2 separate regions of the Columba livia genome follow, and region 1 is linked to region 2. A link is a contact called in public Hi-C data. All regions are on one chromosome and are shown on one strand. The core of a region is the stretch at or near the end of the contact, and the rest is flanking DNA. Distances in the headings are between cores, read along the strand shown. Region 1 overlaps STK38 (serine/threonine kinase 38). Region 2 holds the start of RAB44 (RAB44, member RAS oncogene family).

Region 1 (3,957 bases), core at 861-3,360, 37 kb after region 2:
ACGCGTGTACCCCCAGGTTGGCCACATCCGAGCGGAGCGGGACATCCTGGTGGAGGCAGACAGCTTGTGGGTGGTGAAAATGTTCTACAGCTTTCAGGACAAGCTGAACCTCTACCTGATCATGGAGTTCCTGCCCGGAGGTAACCCCCCGAAATCCAAAGGCTACTTTCCTCCTCTTTGGGGATTTCTATCTTAATTTCGAATGAAATGGATCTATAGATCAGAACCAGCTTTTGGGTTTGCTAACCTTTTGCTTTTAGCTGGCTCGCGGCAAGAGGATCTTTGAAGGTCTTTTTTTCAGAGCATAATGATGATGTTTGTCCTCAAATGATAACGCAGCTGCAATTCACTTAATAAGAAAGATATGCTGAAAGCCTATAATAAATGTGGCTAATGAAACCACAAGAATGCTTTCCGAGATGACAGTGCACGAGTGCAATCTGTTTGGTGTAACAGCTCTGGAGCTGAAAGTTCCCATTTTAACGTGTGATTCAGATGTTTAGGCAGGAGCGGCAGTCCAGAGCTGATTCTGGTTTAAGGGATGCTTCTATACATGTACACGTTGCATCTTTATGCTATTTACTCGTCCCAGTTGAAAGCAACTACAGTACAAGCGATGCAAGGGGAGATAGAGTTTGTGACAGAGGTGCTGGGGAACTCTGTTACTTCATATGAAATCAATTTAGGTTTCCTGAGGTTTTAAATAGGTTGATTATTTTCTTTGCAAGTGTCTTCAAAATGAGCAGGAGTGGAGTTTGTGTATTTACCTTTGCTGTTTGCTGTGGGGGTTTCTAGGTGATATGATGACGCTGTTGATGAAGAAAGACACTCTGACGGAAGAAGAGACGCAGTTCTACATAGCTGAGACCGTGCTGGCCATCGATTCCATTCATCAGCTGGGTTTTATCCATCGGGACATAAAACCAGACAACCTTCTTCTGGATAGCAAGGTAGGGACTAAGCACCAGCTGTGGCGCAGTAAAGAGGTCTTGGGATTTCTGATATTGATCTGAATTAGTGTTGAGAGTTGAGAAAGACGATGCTGCTTCTTTCTTAGCCCTGTTCCTTTTAGCTTTTGAGGGCCAACCAACACCACAAAGACAAACCAAACCAAACCAAACACCCAAGCCAGGAAAGTCTTCTCCTCCAGCTCTATTCATGTCTCACTTATGAGCTCTCTTCTGACGGTTGTTGAAGCTATTTCTGGTTATTCCAGCTGCAATTTCACACAGAGTTTCAGTTCTCCCGTCTTGGTCAAAGCTGTTTCCTTTTGGTCTCGCATCTGTGACACTCACCGGCTCTGGGGCTGATGATGGTGTCAGATGTGAAGGACGTCGCTGTCCCGTTAGCGAGAGCTGTTGTCTCCCTCGGGATGGGGCCGTGTTTCTGCAGGCGGGCCAGCTCGCCCGCTCGCTTCGAGCTGCCTAGTGGAGGCAGTTTGCAGAAAGCTCAGTTGTCTCACTCTCCTCCTATTGCTCACTACAAGCTTATTTAAAGTTTTGCTTGTTTGGAAAGCGTTTGCCGACAGTACATTATTATACATCACGAGTTGCCAGCTAATAATGCACTGTTGGAATTACTAATGTAATTCAACATGTCTACATCTAAATGTAGATAATTTTAGGTCTTTGAAAAGGATTTATAGTTTGATATACATCTAAAAATTGCATGTAGTCGGTGTGGTCGTGTTGTGCACTAGGACAGAGCCAGTCTGTGAATTTAAATAGTTTATTTTTACCTACAATGCGCAATTCAGGGGCTACAGCTCCCTCTGGAGACGTTTCCTCTCCCTGCGGAGTGATAAGAATATGAATAGCTTGATTCTGTGTCCACATCCAGCCTGAGGCTAACCGAGGAATGCAAGGAGAGAGCATCTATTTGTTACACAAAATCAAGGGAGGGGAAAAAGGAGGAAAGTGTATTTGCTACGATATCTCATCCTGTGCTTGTGTTTTTGTTTCTAGGGCCACGTGAAACTCTCGGATTTTGGTCTGTGTACTGGACTGAAGAAAGCCCACAGAACAGAATTCTATAGAAACTTGAACCAAAGTCTTCCCAGCGACTTCAGTAAGTCCCTTGGCCTCACTCGCTCTTGGTGACTTAACTCATTTCAGCCTGAGGTTACAAGGCTGCCGGGGGATCCAATAATCGACATAATTGCATCTTGAAGCGTGATTTGGAATGAAAACTCCTGTGTTTTGGTGGGTGCTGGCTGTATCTCGCGTGTTATTGGGATCAGAAGTGAGCACACAGTCTCTTGGAATGTTCAGTTGTTTTCTCAAGGGGAATAACACTGATAATGGATCACTAATGAAAGACTTGATAAACTTTGGCCGTATGGGCCAGCGATGAGCACCGGGAGCTGTCACCTCTTAGCAGGACAGCTGAGTCCCTGGTACCTTGATGTCATAAATGTGATTTTTAGGGTCATGGTTTTGGGGTGAAATGTCTGCTGGGTGACCTGTAACGTTCAGTCACATTTATTCCAATCTCCTTTAGCTTTTCAGAACATGAATTCCAAAAGGAAAGCAGAGACTTGGAAGAGGAATAGACGGCAGTTGGTGAGTGTGTCACCTGCTTGGGGACGTTCTCAGCTGCTGAGCTGTTGCGTTCGAGTAGCACACATTGAAATGGCATGAATCCATTCAGAGTTCTGAATGACGCTGGAATAAAACATTCCTGCTTTTTCTTTTAAAAAAAGGAATTGTTGCAGTTTGTCCTTCATCCGTTGAGCAGCTGGTGACATACGTACCAGAGACGGCACTGTCGTAATTATTTATAATTGAAATCTGATGCCTTCCAGCTAAAACTAACACTTCGTGCCTCTTTTCAGATAACAAAGGCTTAACGACCCACTCCCAGGTGGATATAGACAGTAGTACCTTCCCCGTTTCTCTGACAGTATTTTAAGACTCTTCACACAAACACGTTGCTTTTGCCTCTATGTTTAATATAAAGTCTTTAAAGTCCTATAGCAGAGTTGTTCAGAGACAATCCGGTGTCTCCCTCAAAGTAACCATAGCTGCATGAGTTCCCACCTCCATATCGGGCAGTTTTCCCTAAAGATACGTAACTAGTGGTATTTACTCCAGGCTTTCTCCACTGTGGGTACTCCGGATTACATTGCTCCTGAAGTTTTCATGCAGACGGGATACAACAAGCTCTGTGACTGGTGGTCGCTCGGGGTCATCATGTACGAGATGCTGATCGGTAAGAAAGCGCCTGGGCTGTGGTTACATGCTTGGGGGCGGGTTCTCAAAGCACCCACTCCCCGCTTTGTGAGGTTGGTTTAGACTTCAGTGACTATAGGAACTGCTTTTGCATTAGACAAGACTGTATTTGTCTTTCTTTGCAGGTTACCCACCATTCTGTTCTGAGACTCCTCAGGAAACGTATAAGAAAGTAATGAATTGGAAGGAGACTCTGACATTTCCTCCAGAAGTTCCAATATCTGATAAAGCAAAGGATCTTATTTTAAGGTGCCAGCCATACGGTTTACCAGCTAATATACTCCTAATTTTCTTGTCTTACAGATTGTCCTACATGCCTCTCATAGGTTGTTTCATGTGATAAAACCGTGATGCTTGTGACAGCTTTGTACAGTTACGCACATGCATCAAATGCTGACCTCCCTCATCAAACGCATTTGTATCAATGGTTCCCTGACCAAACTCTGCTAAAAGGAGCTCCCGTTGGAGTGCTGCTAGTCTGGAAAAGTATAAGTGTTCTTTATTTTGTCTGCAAGCTTCTCATGGAAGTAACCTAAACCTTTTTGCCAGTGTGTCTTACAATAGCAATGCTTTTGACACTGTGTGCGCTGGAGCATACAGATGTATGTCAGTGCCTGCTGCCTCTTGCTCTTGTATTTTCAATCACCTCTCTGTTCTCAGGACAGAAATATGAATGTCTAGCTTTCCAGGCTTTATATGTTGTCCTGCTCTGCATGGTCCTGAAATA
Region 2 (3,596 bases), core at 319-2,818:
CAGAGCTGTGAGTCACCTCCGGGCAGAGCCGAGCGGGACCACGGGCAGGATTTTCCATCAACGCCTGCGCACTCACCGCAGCTTATGGGGTCTGAGCTTGGAACCCCCCTGCTCCCCTCCCCCTGCCCTGGGTGGGTGGCAATGTCACCAGCAGCCGCTGCGCCACCCCCACGAGGGGCTGTTCTCTGCGTGGCAAAGCCAAAAAAATGAGCAGAGGAAACCACGACAACCTGGGCCACGTCTGATGGTCACAGCTTTCAGCCCCCCAGCCACTCCAGCCCCCTGCCCCTTTTGCAGTGTGAACAGCAATTCTGCTAAACCCCAGTGTGCACTGGAAGTGTGGGAATTGGCCCCAAAAGCGTCCCCTTCCCCTTAAAGCGTCCACAAGCAACATGTGGACATGAGAGGGTCTCAAGGAGCCCCTGGAGCCCCACAGGACACCCAGCAAACCAGGGACAGAACCCGGGTACCTTTACAGTGGTCTCAGCCTCTATGGGAGCCCCAACCCCCCCAGCAGCTCCGGGGGACAAGTGGGGGTGTTGAAGGCAACAGGGAGCCCCCAGCTACCTGCCCACCACACAACAGAGGCACAGAACAAGGAGGGGGAACCACGCACCCCCCAGCATCACCAGCTCCCAGCAACCCGCCGCCCTGCTGCCCCCAACCACAGTCACCAAGAAAATCCCCCCGGCTCACCAGCTGTGAGCAAAACCTCGTATTTCCCTTGCTTTTCTATTTTTTAAAGCAATACACGAGCTCTCCCCGGAACAGCACGTCTTACCTTTCCCGTGTGCCGAGAGGGACCCTCAGTTTCGGGGCGCGGGGGGCAGCGGGGCTCCCCGGGCCGGGAGGGATGCGGGTCCCGCACCGAGGGCACCCGACCTGCCCCGAGCTCTCATCTTGTCTCTTGCTCAAGGCGACTTTCCGTTTTGGGGTTATGCTCAACTGCTGGTGCTCACACGTTTCCTGTTTGCTGCCTCGCGAGCGGGGTGCGGGAAGGACGCACATGGGGTCACTGTCCCCCCAGTTCCCAAAGCAAAGGCACTGCTGGTGTCACTGGGAACTGCAGTAGAAGTTCCCATCCTTCCCTTGTTTGCAATGGTCTGCCCAAGGCTGGAAGGAGTTTTGTGCACAGAAAAAGCATCAGAGAAACAACAAATGTTATTTTTAAGAGTTCAAATAACCCACAGTACAAGACTATAAAATCACAGATTATCACATCCCACCAAAGACAGAGCAAACCTGAAAAATACACTCTTTGGCCCCAAATGTGGAGATGTCCCCCGCTGTGCTGCTCACACTGATGTTGTTTTCCAAGGCTCCTGCCTGAATTATGAAATGAGCTTTAGAGGCAGCACCAAACCCACGGGCTGCCCACAGTCTGCAACCGCTCCGCTGTGCGAGGGCAGGAACCGGGCCACTCACACGCATTTTTGCCCCAATTCAACTGAAAAATGGGAAAAAAACCCAAGTAAAATCTTAAAATAATAACAAGGTGAAATACAAAGTGTTATAAAGTGTTATCATTAGGTTATAATTAGGATCAACGCACACTGGCTCACAGGCTGGTGCTCTGCTCGTCTCTCCCCATCAAGCTGCTGGAATCTCTCACAGGAACCAGCTGTGCCCCATCTCACCCCCCAGCTCCCCCCCATTTACTGCTTCACCTAAGGAAGCTGCAGCCAGCTCGGGTGCAACACTTGGGCATTTGTGGGCAAATTCAGGGCTCAGCTGTTTCCTCTTCACTCTGAGCAAAGCAGATCCCTCAGCCACCCCAGCCCCTCATCCACCTGCACTGATGATGTTCCACCCACAGCCAGGTTTGTGCTGCAGCCTCCTCTGCTCCCCCCCAGCCCAGGGACAGCCCCCAGCTCAGGGCTGCACCCCCACAGTGACCCCCAGGCCCCCCGAGCATCCTCCTCCCGCAGCCCGACCCAGCACAGTTATCCCCATTAACACAGAGACACCAATTCCCTTACACAAGTGTTTATTCAGAGTTAACTTACAGACAAACAGGGATTTCCCCTTCGCCCCCCACATACACTTAATAGCAATTATTTTTTAATATATATAAATAAACATTTAGTGCTGGGAGCTTGCCAGCTTCTCTGACAGCAAAGTGCATGGCAGTGCAAGGCGGGAGGCTGACCCCGTTCCTTTTCTGCCTGGGACCATCTTGCACCAGTTTCCAGAGCCCAAATCCACCAGAGAAGGAGATGAACCCCACAAAAGTGCTGAGACCTGACAGTGTCGAGTCCTTCAAGGGCAGGGACTCATCCTTCAGAGCTGGGACCAAGCAGCATTCGCTCCAGGACATCACTTGGTCCCAGAGGCCATCGAAGACAGAGCCAGGTGAGGGTCCTCTCTCCCCCCAACCCCAAAGGAGAAAAAGTCCAGGAAAAAAGCTACAATTTCATCTTTCAATGTCATCCTTGCTGGTGAGCAGGATTCCTTCCTCCCTCGAGCAGCCCAACCCGGCCAGGTCCCCAGCCCAGTCAGTGCTGAGGGAGCAGGAACAGCAGGACAAGCAGCACCACTCAACAAGCCAAGAACAAGGTAAGAAAGTGGGATTTTGGGTCAGCAGAGTCCAGGGAACCCCGAAGCCTCCCAGGCAGTGTTGGTCCCACAATGAGCCCAGCGCTGGGGACCTCCAGCGGGTTTGTCACCAACTGATGGGTGACAGCACCGGTGAGTCACCCGAAGGGAGGGGCTGCCCAGGGACAGCGCTTCCTCCTCCAAGCAGCTGTGGGGAGGAGCAGCCCACACGTCATTGTTATTCTGGTTCTGCGCATGGACCTGCCACCCCGGGTCCATCCTGCTGGGAACAGGACACCCCCATGTGCCAGCAGCAAGGGAGGCCTCAGGGCCAGGCTGTCCCAGGGCTCTACGATCCATGTGGGTGACCCTTTCTTAAAGATATCTGGTGCCACCAGGTGGCTGGGACACAAGTGTCCTCTGTGGCCAGCCCTCAGGCAGGGGAAGGACCACAGCAGGACAGCGCAAGGATGCTGTTTGGTCCCACCAACACAGGGCAGAAGACACTTTCTTGCCTGCAGGCAGGGAAACACCTTAGTCCCACCGGCCCTGTTTCGATTCTCTGTCCCCTCCGTGGGGCTACGACCCTCGACGTGGGCTACTCCTCTACATTGCACACAGTGAAGGTCCCTCAGGACCCCCGAGCTACTCATAAATAGGGAATTACAGACTCTACATTGATTTGTACAGACAGCTTACACAGTCCAGGGTAGGGGGAAAGAGCCACAGACGCCCCCAGGGCACAGTGTCAGCAGCTGTCCCCAATGGCACAGCTGAGTGCCACCAGGTCACGGCTTGGGCTTGTCGGGGACAATCCTCCGCTTGGAGCTGTAGAAGTCTGGAAGGCAGAAAAAGAGGGTTGGAAAGTGCCCCCAGCCCACCAGGAACAGTGGGGGGAACAGGGAGGTGTCCCCAGAGAAGCACCCAAAACCTGGCCCAGGTGGACTGGGTTTTAGAGCCACCCACCCACCACCTGGAGACAAGAGCCTGTAGGTGTCCACTTTCTCTTCTATTTGGTCTCACCTGCATTCCCACCCCAGCCCTTGACCCCAGAGACAGGC

What was found. Hi-C and Micro-C count contacts between places; a contact is called where the count stands out from the background.
Region 1: a contact with region 2 is called in a Hi-C map of crop, with 4 times the contacts expected there. The contact joins the enhancer-like site here to the promoter of RAB44 in region 2. A contact is called at or near these places in 2 of 2 Hi-C or Micro-C datasets (crop and liver).

Annotation. Positions count from the first base shown.
Region 1 is chr22:5,371,576-5,375,532 of bColLiv1.pat.W.v2, forward strand. STK38 (serine/threonine kinase 38) reads left to right here. Exons shown (of 14, transcript XM_065038833.1): 6 at 17-140; 7 at 796-950; 8 at 1,965-2,067; 9 at 2,500-2,561; 10 at 3,093-3,210; 11 at 3,356-3,479. Among named protein-coding and RNA genes, the nearest start is that of STK38, 7.1 kb to the left of the region's middle. Within about 2 kb of position 2,111, at least 1 of the 3 cell types and tissues checked has an H3K27ac peak away from gene starts, as active enhancers do.
Region 2 is chr22:5,334,848-5,338,443 of bColLiv1.pat.W.v2, forward strand. RAB44 (RAB44, member RAS oncogene family) reads right to left here and starts at 1,569. Exons shown (of 15, transcript XM_065038820.1): 1 at 782-1,569. The coding sequence starts at 1,008. CDKN1A (cyclin dependent kinase inhibitor 1A) reads right to left here. Exons shown (of 3, transcript XM_005510359.4): 3 at 1,971-3,373. The coding sequence ends at 3,324.